Regions from separate parts of the Sus scrofa genome. Here region 2 is linked to region 1. The links are chromatin contacts, called in public targeted proximity ligation maps. All regions are on one chromosome and are shown on one strand. The core of a region is the stretch at or near the end of the contact, and the rest is flanking DNA. Distances in the headings are between cores, read along the strand shown. Region 1 overlaps SPIDR (DNA repair-scaffolding protein). Region 2 overlaps SPIDR (DNA repair-scaffolding protein).

Region 1 (7,453 bases), core at 4,566-7,065:
AATGGATACTAGTCAGTTTTGTTATGGCTGACCCACAAAGGGAACGCCTAAAAATTTAATTAAATGAAAAGACACCCCATAGTTATGGATCCAAAAACTAAATATTGATAAAATGGCAATTCTCTTCAAATTGACAGATTCAACACCATCTCTATCAAAAAATATCTATCAATAACCCAGATGGTTCACTGCAAAAGTTATCAAGTTGATTCTAAAATTCATACGTAAATATAAGAGACTCAGAATTTCCAATATAATCTTGAAAAATAAAGTTAGAGCACTCACAGTCCCTGATATCCAAAACATACTATAAACTTACAGTAATTAAGATAATTGTGGTGCTGGCATGCAGATAGAGCAGCAACGGAGAACTGAGAGTCTAGAAATACACACAGGAGTTCCCATTGTGGGTCAGTGGTAACAAACACAACTAGTAACCATGAGGATACAGGTTCAATCCCTGGCCTTGCTCAGTGGGTTGAAGATCCGGTGTTGCCATGAGCTGTGGTGTAGGTTGAAGACGTGGCTTAGATCTGGCATTGCTGTGGCTGTGGTATGGGCCAGGAGCTGTAGGTCCGATTCAGCTCCTAGCCTGGGAACTTCCATATGCTGCATGTGTGGCCCTAAAAAGCAAAACAAAAATAAAAATAAACACATATTTATGGTCAACTGGTTTTTGACAAGGGTGTCATGAAAATTCCATAGAGGAAGAATACTTATTTTAGTAAACAGAGCTAAGAAAACTGGATATACACATGTAAAATAATGAAGCTGAACTCCTGCCTCACAGCATACACAAAAATCACTCAAATGGGTCACAGACTTAAAACATAAGCGTAAAAACTCCTAAAAGAAAATACATGGAATAAATCATCATAATTTTGGATTAGACAACATTTTCTCAGATAAGACACCAAAATACCAGAAGCATGTGCAACCAAACACCATCAAAATTAAAAACTTTTGTGTTCCAAAGAATATTATCAAAAATGTGAAAAAACCCCTATAGAATTTGAGAAGATATCTGAAAGTCATATATGTGGCAAGAGACTTATATATTCAGAATAAAGATATAAAGATATAAAAGTAAAATATAAATATAAATAAAATAATATATAAAATAAAAATATATAATTCAACAACAAAAAGACAAATAATTCAATTAAGAAAACATGCAAAGCACTTAAAAAGGCATCTCTCAAAAGAGGTATACTAAGGAGTTCCCGTCGTGGCACAGTGGTTAACGAATCTGACTAGGAACCACGACACTGCGGGTTCAATCCCTGGCCTTGCTCAGTGGGTTAAGGATCCGGCATTGCTGTGAGCTGTGGTGTAGGTCACGGATGCAGCTTGGATCCCTCATTGCTGTGGCTCTGGCATAGGCTGGTGGCTACAGCTCCAATTAGACCCCTATCCTGGGAATCTCCACATGCCAAGGGAGCGGCCCTAGAAGAGGCAAAAAGACAAAAAAAAAAAAAAAAAAAAAAGAAAAAGAAAAAAGAAAAAAAAAAGTATACTAATGGCCAAGCTGTATATGAAAAGATGCTCAATGTCATTAATCCTGAGGGAATGTAAATTAAAGCCATAATGAGATACCACTTCACATCTACTAGGATGGCTAGAGTAAAAGAGTCAATCATAAGTGTTGCTGAGGATGTGGAAAAACTGGAGCCCTCATACATTGCTGGTGGGAATGTAAAACAGTACACGTTCTTTGGAAAACAGTTTAGTTCCTCAAAGAATTTTTAAAAAGGGTTATCATATGACCTAGCAATTCTACTCCTAGATATATACTTAAGAAAACCATGAAAAATTACATCCACAGAAAAAAAACTTGTATGCAGATGTTCATAGCACTATTCCTATTAAAGTAGAAGCCACCTAGATGTTCATCAATTGATGGATAAACAGATAAACTAAATATGGTCCATCCATACAATAGAATCACTCAGTCATAAAAAGACAAGTGCTGACATATGTCACGACATGGGCGAACCTTGAAAATACAGGAAGTGAAAGAAGCCAGTCATTAAAGACCACATATTGTATGGTGCCATTTATAGGAAATGTCCAAAACAGGCAAATCCACAGAAACAAAAAGTAGATTAGTGGTTACTGTGGCTAGGAGAAAGAGGAGTTAGTAGTCAATTGGTATGGGGTTTCTTTTTGAGGTCACAAAAATGTTCTAATATTATCATATGGTTATGACTGCACAGTTTTGTAAATATAAAAACTGTTGACCTGTACATTTTGGAAAGGAAAATGTTTACATGTGAATTACATATTGATAAAGCTCTTTAAAAAAGAGGTAGAAATAAGATAGATTCCTTCAGCTTCTTTTCAGTTGAGTTCTTATTTCTACATTTCTTTGTATACGTATTAAAGAACAGCAAGGATTAGATCTATAATTCAATGGGCTTGATACTATTTTACCCTTCAGTATTTCAGACTGTGAATAGGAAGAATGGCAAGGAATTCAAAATATCTGGGTGTCAATTAGTAGGATTACTAGTAATGAGACAGTACTGAGAAAAATACAGGGCTAAATGACCTTGGGATATCATAAGGACCACCAAGAGCTGTTTTAAAGAAGAAATAAGCAAAAGTTAAGAGCTGGGAAGCTGAAACTAAAGGGTTTATTTAAGACTCAGGGGAGCTCTCATTGTGGCTCAGCAGGTTAAGACCCTGACTAGTATCCATAAGGATGTAGGTTTGATCACTGGCCTTGCTCAATGGAATGGGTTAAGGATCTTGCATTGCCAGAGGCAGCTCAGATCTAGCACTGCTGTGTCTGTGGTGTAGGCCAGCAGCTTCAATGCCAATTTGACCCCTGGCCTGGGAACTTCCATATGCTGCAGGTGCAGCCCTTAAAATAAATAAATAAATAAATAACTAAACAAATAAATAAATAAGAGAGAGAGAGACAAAAAGAGAGAGACTTATGAACCACAGAGCTAATGATTAAGAGATAATGTAAATTTACCAAGAGCACACAGGGAAGAAAAACCTAAGGAATGGGTTATGACATCATTTACGAGGATATGTTAAAAAATGATGCTCTGCTCTTATATCTTTGCATCACAATAAAATACTGAAATCACTGGAGAAGAGTGATTGCAACTTTTCTACAACATGGAGAGGAGATGTTTCAGAAAAAAAAGCACAAGTTATGATAATAACCTTATGAAAATGTGCTGCTGAGTAGGTCAATGCAATCACCACACAGGTAGGGTGCAGCAGACACAAAAGAAGAGCAGGTGGGATGGCCTGTGTGCCTCTGTGAGGAAGCCTTGTTGTCCTCCCTTGGGCCTCTCTCACCACTGACACGTATGGACTGGTGTTCTTTCTGTAGGGAGAATGCCATGTCATTCCACGTCCATACATACAAAAACGGAACATGAATCCAGCAAATCATTTCACCAAGTAACAGAAAGAAAGTGAAAACTCATAAGATCTGCAGATGTGGCTGGTGTGCACACAGCTGACAACCTTCTTTTCAAAAGAACTCTAGCAGCTGGAGACAAGATTTGTTCTCTAATGTCCAAGCACACACACACAGGCCTCTGATTTTCTCACTCAATACCTGTCACCTCCTCATTCTGCATTTCCACTACCAAGAGTCTGGGATGTCTTCAACTGCTCTAGATAAAGCAAAACTAGACCGTTGTAGTTACCAGTACCATCCAATACTGGGTGCAGCACTAAGGCCGTTGTTTGAAATGTATTTATTACAGAGGAAACTTCTATACTTCCATCATTTAGAGGCAGCGTTCACTGTTGACAGATGAATATACATAAATGTTCATTTTCTAAAGTAAACAGGCACCAACTCCTTGCTGATGAAGAGGCAAGGACAAGGGTGGTCAAAAGCATGGAAGTAAGGAGTTCCCACTGTGGCTCATCAGTAACAATCCCTGGCCTCGATCAGTGGGTTAAGGATCTGGCATTGCTGTGAGCTGTGGTATAGGTCACAGATGCAGGTTGGATCCTGTGTTGCTCTGGCTGTGGTGTAGGCCAGAAGCTGCAGCTCCGATTCGACCCCTAGCCTGGGAACTTCCACATGCCGCATGGCAGCCTTTAAAAGAAAAAAGCATGGAAGCAAAACCACTTCAGTCAAGCTTCCCCTACAGCCAGAAAACAGATGCCAAACCAACACAAATGTTGATTCATAACTTGATGTCTTTTCTTTGCGTTTAGGTTTCTATTACTTTACAAAGTTGTTTGTTAGTATTTTACAATTTTTGCAAATTCATGCTTGCTTGCTTTTTTTTTTTTTTTTTTTTTATATATATATATGGCTACACCTACAGCATATGGAAGTTCCCAGGCTAGGGGTGGAATTGGAGTTGTAGCTTCCAGCCTGCACCACAGCCATAGCAACACCAGATCCAAGCCACGTCTGTGACCTACACTACAGCTCATGGTAGTAACAGATCCTTAACCCACTGAGCAAGGCCAGGGATCAAACTTGTGTCCTCATGGATACTAGTCAGGTTCCTTACTGCTGAGTCATGTTGGGAACTCCCCATGCCTGCTTCTAAAGAACAAGTGAGCCACCTTCTACTGAGTGCTATTAGTATATGGAAGCGTCATGGTAAATGCTTTACATACATGATCTCATTTAATCTTCACCCATGAACCTGTATTATGGGAATTATTATAATTCCAATTTCACAAATAGGAAATATAATTTGCTCCAAGTCTCCCCGCTAAGTTGCAGAGCTGGAGTCAGCGTGTGAACCAAGACTAGTCTGATTCCAGAGTTTTGGTTATTTCCATTGATGGCCTGCCTCTACCTCAATGAACTTTCAAAAGACAAATGGTATTTGTCTTTGTCTGACTGACTTCACTTAGTATGACCATCTCTAGGTTTGTCCAGGTTGCTGCAAATGGCAACATTTTATGGCTGAGTAATATTCTACTGCACATACATATTACATCTTCTTTACCCATTCATCTGTTGACACACACTTAGGTTGCTTCCAAGTCTTAGGTATTATAAATACTACTGCTATGAACACTGGCTATAAATCTAAAAAATTATACAAATGAACTTATTTACAAAACAGAAACAGAATCACAGGCATAGAAAACAAACTTATGGTTACAAAGGGGAAAGGGGGGGAGGGATAAATAGAGTTTGGGATTAACAGATACATACCATTTTATATAAAAGATAAAAAAACGAGGACCTACTGTACAGCACAGGGAACTATATACAATGTCTTATAATAAGCCATAATGGAAAAAACATGAAAATGAATATATATGTATATATAACCAAATCACTTTGCTGTACATCTGAAACTAACACAATATTGTAAATCAACTATACATCAGTTAAAAAGAAGGGAAAGGAAAAAGAAAGAAAACTGGTACCTCTATTAAGAGCGAGAACTAGAATGCCTGGACTGTGGTTATGCTGTGCTGTGAGTGCTGGGCATCCCCAATACCCTCTGTACAGACAAAACCTTGCTCTCGAAACCTGCCTACACGCCCTGCTCCCAGTCATGCTTCTACACACCCCCTACCCCCAGCAACTCCGGTGCACAAAGCTACCGAGGAACTTGTTTCAGCCTTCAGCTTATGAGGCATCCCTGTGGCACTGTGTTAGCCACCCTCTTTCACACATGGAGGTCCCGCCACTGTAAGTGCCTGCCACAATGACCTGGCTTTCCTTGTGCGTCATGCCCTTCCTCTCCAGTTCCCTCTGTAGTCCCTCTTCCTCCCATTCTCCAGTGCTAGATGACCTGACATGGTGATGTGACATTTCCCTAATGTGACCTCACCCATTGCCCTGGCTGTGACATGGCAGCTCTGAAGGGGGCACAGGGTGGGGCAGCAGGTACTGCCTGTAGCGAGGAAGCTGTTATCTGCCTCTCACAGTACACGCCCTCCAGTGCCTTTGGAACTTAGCACCATGGACAAATGCAACCTATTCAAACTAGCCCTCAAGACAAATCCACATACAAATATACATACTGCCAGCTATAGGCTGAAAACCCCCAAATATTTATCTCCAACTTAAAATCCTTCTCTGAATGTGAGATTTGTACATAAAGACATTTCTCATGTGACATCTTTTCTTAGATCTCAGGAATCTCAAACTAAATATGCCCCAAACTGAATTATCAGTTTCCCCTCCAAACCAGTTTTTCTCATCAGTAAACAGCAATCATTCAACCAAGCAATCAAACTGAAAATCACTTTTTGTTTTTTGGATTTTTTTGTTTTTTTTGTTTTTGCTTTTTAGGTCCGCACCTGTGGCCTATGGAGGTTCCCAGGCCAGGGGTTGAATCGGCGCTGCAGCTGCTGGCCTACACCACAGCCACAGCAATGCAGGATCTGAGCCGCGTCTGTGACCTACACCATAGATCATGGCAACACCAGATCTTTAACCCACTGAGCAAGGCCAGGGATTGAAACTGCATCCTTATGGCTCCTAGTCTGATTAATTTCCGCTGAGCCATGATGGGAACTCTGAGAATCACTTTTTGTTTTTGTGCTTCAATAATGTTTTATTTATTTTTAAATTTTGTAATTATAGTTGATCTCTTAATGCTTCCTTCTATCTTACCCCTCACCCAGCCCTTTACCAAGTCACTACATACCATCAGAAACACTGTCTCCATTTCCCTTGGTGTCACATGGGGCTCAGGAGCCTCTGGACAACAGCAAGACCCTCTTCCTGGGTCTCTGCTTCCCCTGGGGTCCTGCCCCATGAGCATAGCTAAAGTTGTCTGCTGGACTGGTAAACCTTATTTGGGGTTAGGTGGTGGCCACGGCAAACACTGCAGTTCCTGTATGTGGCCTGTGAGGTTGTGGCCACCCTAAATCTGGGTTCTCTGCTGGCTTCTCCATCCCGGCCACTCTGCCATCTCCCACCTGTCTAGGAACTATCAAAGGTACTTCCTCTTGTGGATGCAATTCTCTTTCATCTGATTTTCACCTAACATCCATTTATCTTTCAAGTGTCACTTAAGTAGTACTTTCTTAAAATACTCATGCTTGAATCCCCAAACTAAATTCTGTCCCTTCTCCAGTGGTCTCATAGTGCCCTACTTTTTATTATCAGAGCACTGATCACAGCTTAAACTCATAAATTGTTTTGTCTGGGAATCCCTCAGCAGACTATGCTCCATGAGCACAGGATGATGCCTGGTTTAGTCAACTATGCAGACCCAGAACCTGACCCAGGACAACAGCGGATTTTTTTTTTAATTGAAAAAAGGAAGAAATATGATATAAGAGACTTCCTAAAGAAAGAGTCAAAAGATGAAAAGAGAATAAAACATCATGACATAGAGAAACGAAAATGTGCTTTTTTCCCTGAGTTCAGCTCAATGAATTTCCATAAAATTAAAATGCAAGATAATTAGAAAACCGTTAAATAGGAAGGTTCTGTCCCTGCAGGCTTTTGACCACTGGGTAAGTTCTATGAATTCAATGCCCT
Region 2 (7,166 bases), core at 3,915-6,414, 160 kb after region 1:
CATTTATCAGATCTTTTTTTTTTTTTTTACAGTTTCATCAGCATCACTCATCACTTATTTTCAATATTAAAAAGCACAACAGCATTCAAGGAAGGTATGAAAAAAGTATGTGAATACTCATCAGAAACACTAAATAAATGCTGAATCAGAGTCCCATCCTACCATGACTGCAAACAGCACCAAAGCAGTGTTTGTGGTCTGGCAGTTCCAAAGACAAGGCTAATGGGCCCCACAAGTTACTTTAAAGCACAGAAGGCAGATTGGCAGCCAGTGAAGTTTTTGGTTTTGCTTTTTGCATTACACAGTTTTTTACTCTTTACTTTTATTTTTCTTTGAACTGGTTGCCTATATGTAGAAATTAGGCAATTTCACATACAGATTTAGATTGACAGCTTCTCTTGAAATTGAGGGGCCTGGCAATGCCAGAATCAAATACTTGCAAGGCAACAGCTGGCCAGAGCTTACTAAGGAATCCTGTGCTTGGCCAGGCCCTCTGGGCCCTGATGGTTTGTACCACTTGCCTGGTCCACAAGCATTCAAGGGTCTTCTGCCCTAGGGCTTGTTCTTACACAGATGGATTACACAAACAAGGTGAGGAGAATACATTTCTCCAGGCTCAATGAATTACAATTTGAGAGTGGTACCATTTGGCTACTTTGGGACTAAAGAGAAATAACCAGCCACACAGCAATGATTCTTATTTCCTGTTTTCTGAGAAAGTCAGTCTCTCCATTTCTATAAAAAGAATATTCCAGCCTCTTTCAAACAGTTTTACATACATGCATTCACACATATGATTCAGTAGGAAAGCCAATCCTGATCACATTGTTATGGCTTGTTGTTACAAGGATCCATTTTTCAGAGTAAGAATAAAGCCAGTGTTACATTCAAAATGAGAACTACCATTCACAACATACTCTTGAGACACACAAAAAATATACGCAAAACACACACATACAAAATGACTGTGCTTTCTTCAGAGATAGGATGCCCTCTACCCTAAATTGTAGGACAAATGCAATAGGGCATAATGTCAAGTGACTGAAATCTCAAGTTTGGAGTTCCTGTTGTGGCACAGCGGAAACAAATCCGACTAGGAACCATGAGGTTTCGAGTTCAACCCCTGGCCTCGCTCAGTGTGTTATGGATGCAGCGTTGCCATGAGCTGTGGTATAGGTCACAGATGCGGCTCAGATCTGACGTTGCTATGGTTGTGGTGCAGACAGGGAGCTGTAGCTCCAATTAGACCCCTAGCCCGGGAACCTCCATATGCCGCAGGTACAGCCCTAAAAAGCAGAAAAAAAAAAAAAAAAGAAAAAGAAAGAAAAGTTAAGACATATAATCACCATCCTGTATTTGCCAACTCTCGTTTCCACTTGGCCTCTGTGGGTACAGCCAAGAAGGACGGCTGTCTCAGGTCCTTTGTGTGATCTGATATATAGAACTGGGACCTGGGACTCCCAAACAAGCAGAGGCCTTGACTGCAGTGCTTTTCAAAAGAGAACTTCTGTCAACATTTAGGATTAACTGTGTTCCAAGCCAATGACAACAGAACTCTACTAAAAAATCTATTCAAGGAAATCGGTCTGAGACCACTATGCCGCATTCTCATCACCAGATATCTATAAAATAGTCACACTAAGAGTTAAGTGTCTTAAAGTGAAAATAAGTTAAAAAAAATGCTAATTCTAACTACCCCAAGTTAGAGAGATTACAGAAAAGTTATTGTGATTATGAGTTAATGATGCAGAGAAAACTCAAAAAGGGGTATATGTGTGTGTGTATGTGTATGTATCATACATCCTAACTTCTTAAATGTTAATAATGATGAGCAGGACTAAAACCCATAAAAAAGAAAGGAACATATAACATGAAAATAAAATCTTTAAAATTTTCCTACTGAAAATACAATGGTCAGAAAGTGCTCTTGAACTGAGAAATTCCTAGGAGACAATCTAAGCCATTCCACGTTCAGAGACAATTACAGAGAGAACAAATGTGAATGTATTTAATCATTTTCTCTTCACAAGCCTGCTGTGGGGTAGATATAAGGAAATCTTAGCCTAAAATCTTAATCTTTTTTTCATTTTTAAGATTTTTGGTCTCTTTTGGGCCGCACTCGCAGCACATGGAAGGTCCCAGGCTAGGGGTCGAATCAGAGTTGTAGCCACTGGCCTATGCCACAGCCACAGCCAATGCCAGTTCTGAGCTGTGTCCACGACCTATACCACAGCTCATGGCAATGCCTGAGCTTTAATTACTGAGCAAGGCCAGGTATCAAACCTGTGTCCTCATGGTTACTACTCAGATTGGTTTCTGCTGAGCCAAAACAGGAACTCCCTTAAATCTTAAAGTAAGAAAGTCTGTGTGAGGTCCTGTCTCCTCCCACCACAGAAAAACAGGCCAAACTGTGCAGTGAACGTACACTGCAAATCTATCACTTTTTACATACTTACCTGTGGAAAAAATACAATAATCTCTCAATATTTCTTTCTTTTTTGTGTGTGTGTCTTTTTTTGCCTTTTCTAGGGCTGCACCTGTGGCATATGGATGTTCCCAGGCTAGGGTTCTAATGGGAGCTATAGACGCCAGCCTACGCCACAGCCACAGCAATGCAGGATCCGAGTTGCGTCTGTGACCTACACCACAGCTCACAGCAACGCCAGATGGTTAACCCACTGAGCAAGGGCAGGGATTGAACCCGCAACCTCATGGTTCCTAGTCAGATTTGTTAACCACTGAGCCATGACGGGAATTCCTCAGTATTTCTTTCTTTAAAATTAAAAAAAAAAAAAAAAAAAAAAGGGAGTTCCCATGGTAGCACAGTGGAAATGAATCCGACTAGTACCCATGAGGATGCAGGTTTGATCCCTAGCCTCGCTCAGTGGGTTGGGGATCCAGCACTGCCATGAGCTGTGGTGTTGGTCACAGATACACCTCAAACCCCACATTGCTGTGGCTGTGGCGTAGGATGGCAGCTATAGCTCCAATTTGACCTCTAGCATGGGAACTTCCAAATGCTGTAGGTGTGGCCCTAAAAAAGCAAAAAAAATTTTTTTTAATTAAAAAAAACAAGTCTGCCCAAATCCCAGTTTACCTGTTAATATAATCTGATAAATAAGGACAGCAATTCTTACTGGGGTAAGGAACAGAGACCATCAGAATAAAATACATGTAAGCCACATACATTTTAGTGAGCAAATACTCATAAATCCATGGAATCACAGGTAAGCATGTTTACATTTAATGCTCTCTAACATCATTTACTGATCTTTAAGCAGCTTTAAAACCTTATAATTTCAGCACATAAGAAATCTTTCCTTTCTTTCTCATCTCTTCCTATTTTCTTCCCCAATTTTTTTTCAGAACTCCAAATTCTGTATTTCATATTTCTTTCTTATAAGTGAAAAACAAAACAAAAGCACATATTTTTAGAAATGAGTCTGAGGCTCTTTGTGTTTTCCACTTTAGAAATTCAGCTGAATAAAAGAACCAGAAATCATATGGTGAGAAAAACAAATGTTATCTTGCTCCATCATACCACGAAAAGAATGTAACCTATAATCAAAGTGAAATGAAGGAAAAAAGAAGAGAAAGGAAAGAAGTCTGACTTAAGCAAATGTCCTCATTCACGAAGACCCTGGCCCTTAAGAAACTTCATTCTAGTTGGGGAGAAAGGCAGATAAGGCAATGACTATTGGGAGCTACGACAAAGGGCACAATGGAAGCAGGAAGAATGCTATGGTGGTGTAATTCCCAAACCTTAACTTTCAACTAACACTACAGCATGCCTCTTGAGCAGAAGGGGAAGTAAGCAGTATATTCCTTTCAACATTTAACAATATAAGGCATTCTGAGAAATTTACATATATCCAATCTACTTTAAAAATACTTAATATTGGAGTTCCCATCCAGGCACAGCAGAAATGAATCCGACTAGAAACCATGAGGTTGCGGGTTCCATCCCTGGCCTTGCTCAGTGGGTTAAGGATCTGGCATTGCCGTGAGCTGTGGTATAGGTCACAGATGTGGCTTGGATCCAGCGTTGCTGTGGCGTAGGCCGGCAGCTGTAGCTCCGATGAGAATCCTAGCCTGGGAACCTCAAAAAAAAAAAAAAAAAAAAAAACCTTAATATCATTCAAAGGTCCTTGGTAAAGTGATAAATTAGTATTTTTGCCAAGATTTGATGGGAAAAAAATTTCTTCTGTTCAAGCTTTATTGAAAGCCCAGCCAAAATAACCCATGCAGAAAAATACCCCAAAGAAATGTTTATATTATAGCTTTTGATAACATGTTTGGTTTTAAATCCTTAATATTAAGTCTATAAAAGCACTTTTGTGACTTATTTGCTTCATTTGATTATTTTTTATGATATGAAATAGATTCCCAGACCTAAATACCCATCATCACAAGTCTGACCTGTAACATGACCGTTACCCATTAACTGACCAGGCTGTTAGTACTTGGTGAGCAGCTGAGGACAAGGCATCAAATTCCAGAAAGGCATTAATGAATAAGACAGTGATTGATCACAAAAAAAGAAATATTACTGGACTTTAGCCAAAAAAAATCACATATTAATACAGACACCAATACAAGCCTTCTTTAAAACTTTTATCAGTATCAACACAAACTTAATCAGCTTAAACACTGCAATGAATAGGGAAAAATGTTATCTTCTGCAATGAATAGGGAAAAACATATCTTACCTTATAACTAGTGAGCTATAAGATATGGTTGCTCATTTACATATATGCAAATTTAGTATTTTTAGAAAAATTTATTTACACATGTATAATTTTCAGGCAAAACTGATCCAACCTTTAGCTTTATGCATACTTACTGCATTTTTTTTTTTTTTTTACTTACTGCATTTTTAATACAACAGAGGCAATACATTTCTGTAACTGGAAAACAAAGATGGTAAGTGAGGAAAAAACCAAGACCCTAAGAAAGAACCATTCATTCCAACGCATGAAAGGATGAATAAAAGCCTTAAAGATGGATATATCTTGACAGTCTTTTTCTTACTTCTAATTGATCTTTTCTAGCTTTAATTTGCATATGTGACTGAGAGAAGCACTTTCTGACTACTGTGTGTTTTCTTCAGTGGTATAAAGCAATACAGCACATAACACCAGAGTGCATGTAGTGCCTACTAGATTCTCCTCTGGCATGGTTCAGAGAGCAGTGAAATTTTACCAATTCAGGCGTGGAGAGTCAACAAGCAGGCAAGGTGACATCAAAAGCAATGTTTGTATATGAAGCCATAAAAACTATATTCTTGAAAGACAAAAGTATTAATAATCTTATTTAAAACAATTAATTCTCCAGACCCACCTAACATGACAAGACAAGAGGAGTGTTTCTCACTCAGTTCAGAACCTACACTGAAACTCATCTGAATGAACTTGACCCTGGGTGGCAGCAAGCCAGAAATCTTCGTCACTGAATGACTTAACAGAACACTGTGTTCTTGGCACAAGCACAAGAAAAGGTGTTGAAATTCATGCTAAAAAGAATCTCAGCTTTCATTTTAAATAAGTTTTTTAAATATGATGATAAAAGATACTTTATATAAGGACTTTTCACTGTTTGGTATATTTTTAAATCAGGTAATTTTTTTACTCCTACTCCATCTGGTTCACTTTCAATACTTCCTGGAACAATCAAGAAAATCCCCCTTCCCCGGTCCCCAGCACTGTGATTCCCTGCTCTGGCCCTCCCCTGTACCTCCTCCTCTAAGGATATACCTGGAAAATTCCAATGTGCCCTGCACTGGCATGGTAGGGAGGGACAGCAAGTAAAGCCAGAAACAATGTATTGACTCACTTCCGCAGAGAGCCCTGGAGAAAAATGTGGGCCATAGATTAGTCCTCTCACGCAATGCAGTTAGAACAGGCAAGAGGTAGTAAAGTTATGTCATTCTCATACAGGTTACGTTAACTTATCCACAAAGCTAAGATGCAAATGAGAAGGCAAGGAAAACACAATTTAGCAGAGTCTATTTACTTTCTTCGAGAAAAAAAAGACACTAGTCTTTTCTCTTAGTTTTTGCCATCCTCTTCTCCCACTCCAGAAATGCCATCCTTGGTATAACACTAGGGTAGCTCATCCTCATGAACTACTGCATTTACAATCCTTCCTACTCTGGGGGAAACCCACACAAGTCCTAGAGTGCTCAGAGTGAACAAGATTCAAACAACAAATATTCTGCAGTCTACACCGGCAGAAATTGACAACGAAACGACAGATGTTTGTTTACTCACCCTTAAACCCTTTAAGTTTTAGTCTTAATTCTTTACTTAGCCTTAATTCTTTTTCAGATTTCTCATATCAGCACATATTCAATGTCTAGGTCAAAGCAAACAGGCATATAAAGCCTCTAACTCTGATACTGACACTGTTGTGCCTAGACTCCAGAAAAAGACCGAACCACATAGTCAAAGGATTGTTCTCAACACAGTAAAATGTTAAGGATTCTTTTAAAATTATACTTTAAAACTTACCCCTTCAAAAGTATAGTCATCTGTTCATAATTATTTCAAGTTATGTTTAAGATAAGTTTTAAGTAATATTAACAAGGAGGTCAAAGGAAAAGAATTTAAATATATATGGTTTACCTTCAAATAAAAGCTTTTTTCATTCAATTACGATTTGCTCACATGAATGTTAAAACTAATCTAGTTAGAACGAGTAAGAGGTAAGTAAAGTGATGTCGTTCTTAACACCAACTGATAACTAAGGATATATGGACCAAAACTGAGTCTACAAATAGGTCTAGGCTTACAATTTTGCTATAATTAAAGTCATCTCTATTGTGTATTTCTAAGACACTTAACCAACAAATAAAAAGTCTGTTCATTTTATTAATGTTATGTAAAATATCATTTATATTATACATCATTTTCTAGAAGGATATATACTTTCTTATGGTGTTCCACAGTATTACATAAAGCACTTCAACAATTTACACCTTGGCATAAAAATTATGAAAATTCTATGTAAAGATCACCTGATAATCCTTGAGAAACTATCCCACCTACACAAAATGACAGAGATGACCTTTGAGGGTATGTGTGTCTATGACTATATACCTATCTATGAAGGCAGTGCTTACAAAACATACATGAATATAAAGATAATGGCAACTTCAATTAAAAGAA

What was found.
Region 2: a targeted proximity ligation map of alveolar macrophages shows a contact between it and region 1. A contact is called at or near these places in 1 of 47 Hi-C or Micro-C datasets (skeletal muscle) and 2 of 2 datasets of targeted methods (alveolar macrophages and skeletal muscle).

The regions. Positions count from the first base shown.
Region 1 is chr4:79,976,821-79,984,273 of Sscrofa11.1, forward strand. The region is part of intron 10 of SPIDR (DNA repair-scaffolding protein); the gene reads right to left. Among named protein-coding and RNA genes, the nearest start is that of CEBPD, 110 kb to the left of the region's middle.
Region 2 is chr4:80,138,282-80,145,447 of Sscrofa11.1, forward strand. All of the region lies in intron 5 of SPIDR (DNA repair-scaffolding protein), which reads right to left. Among named protein-coding and RNA genes, the nearest start is that of SPIDR, 49 kb to the right of the region's middle.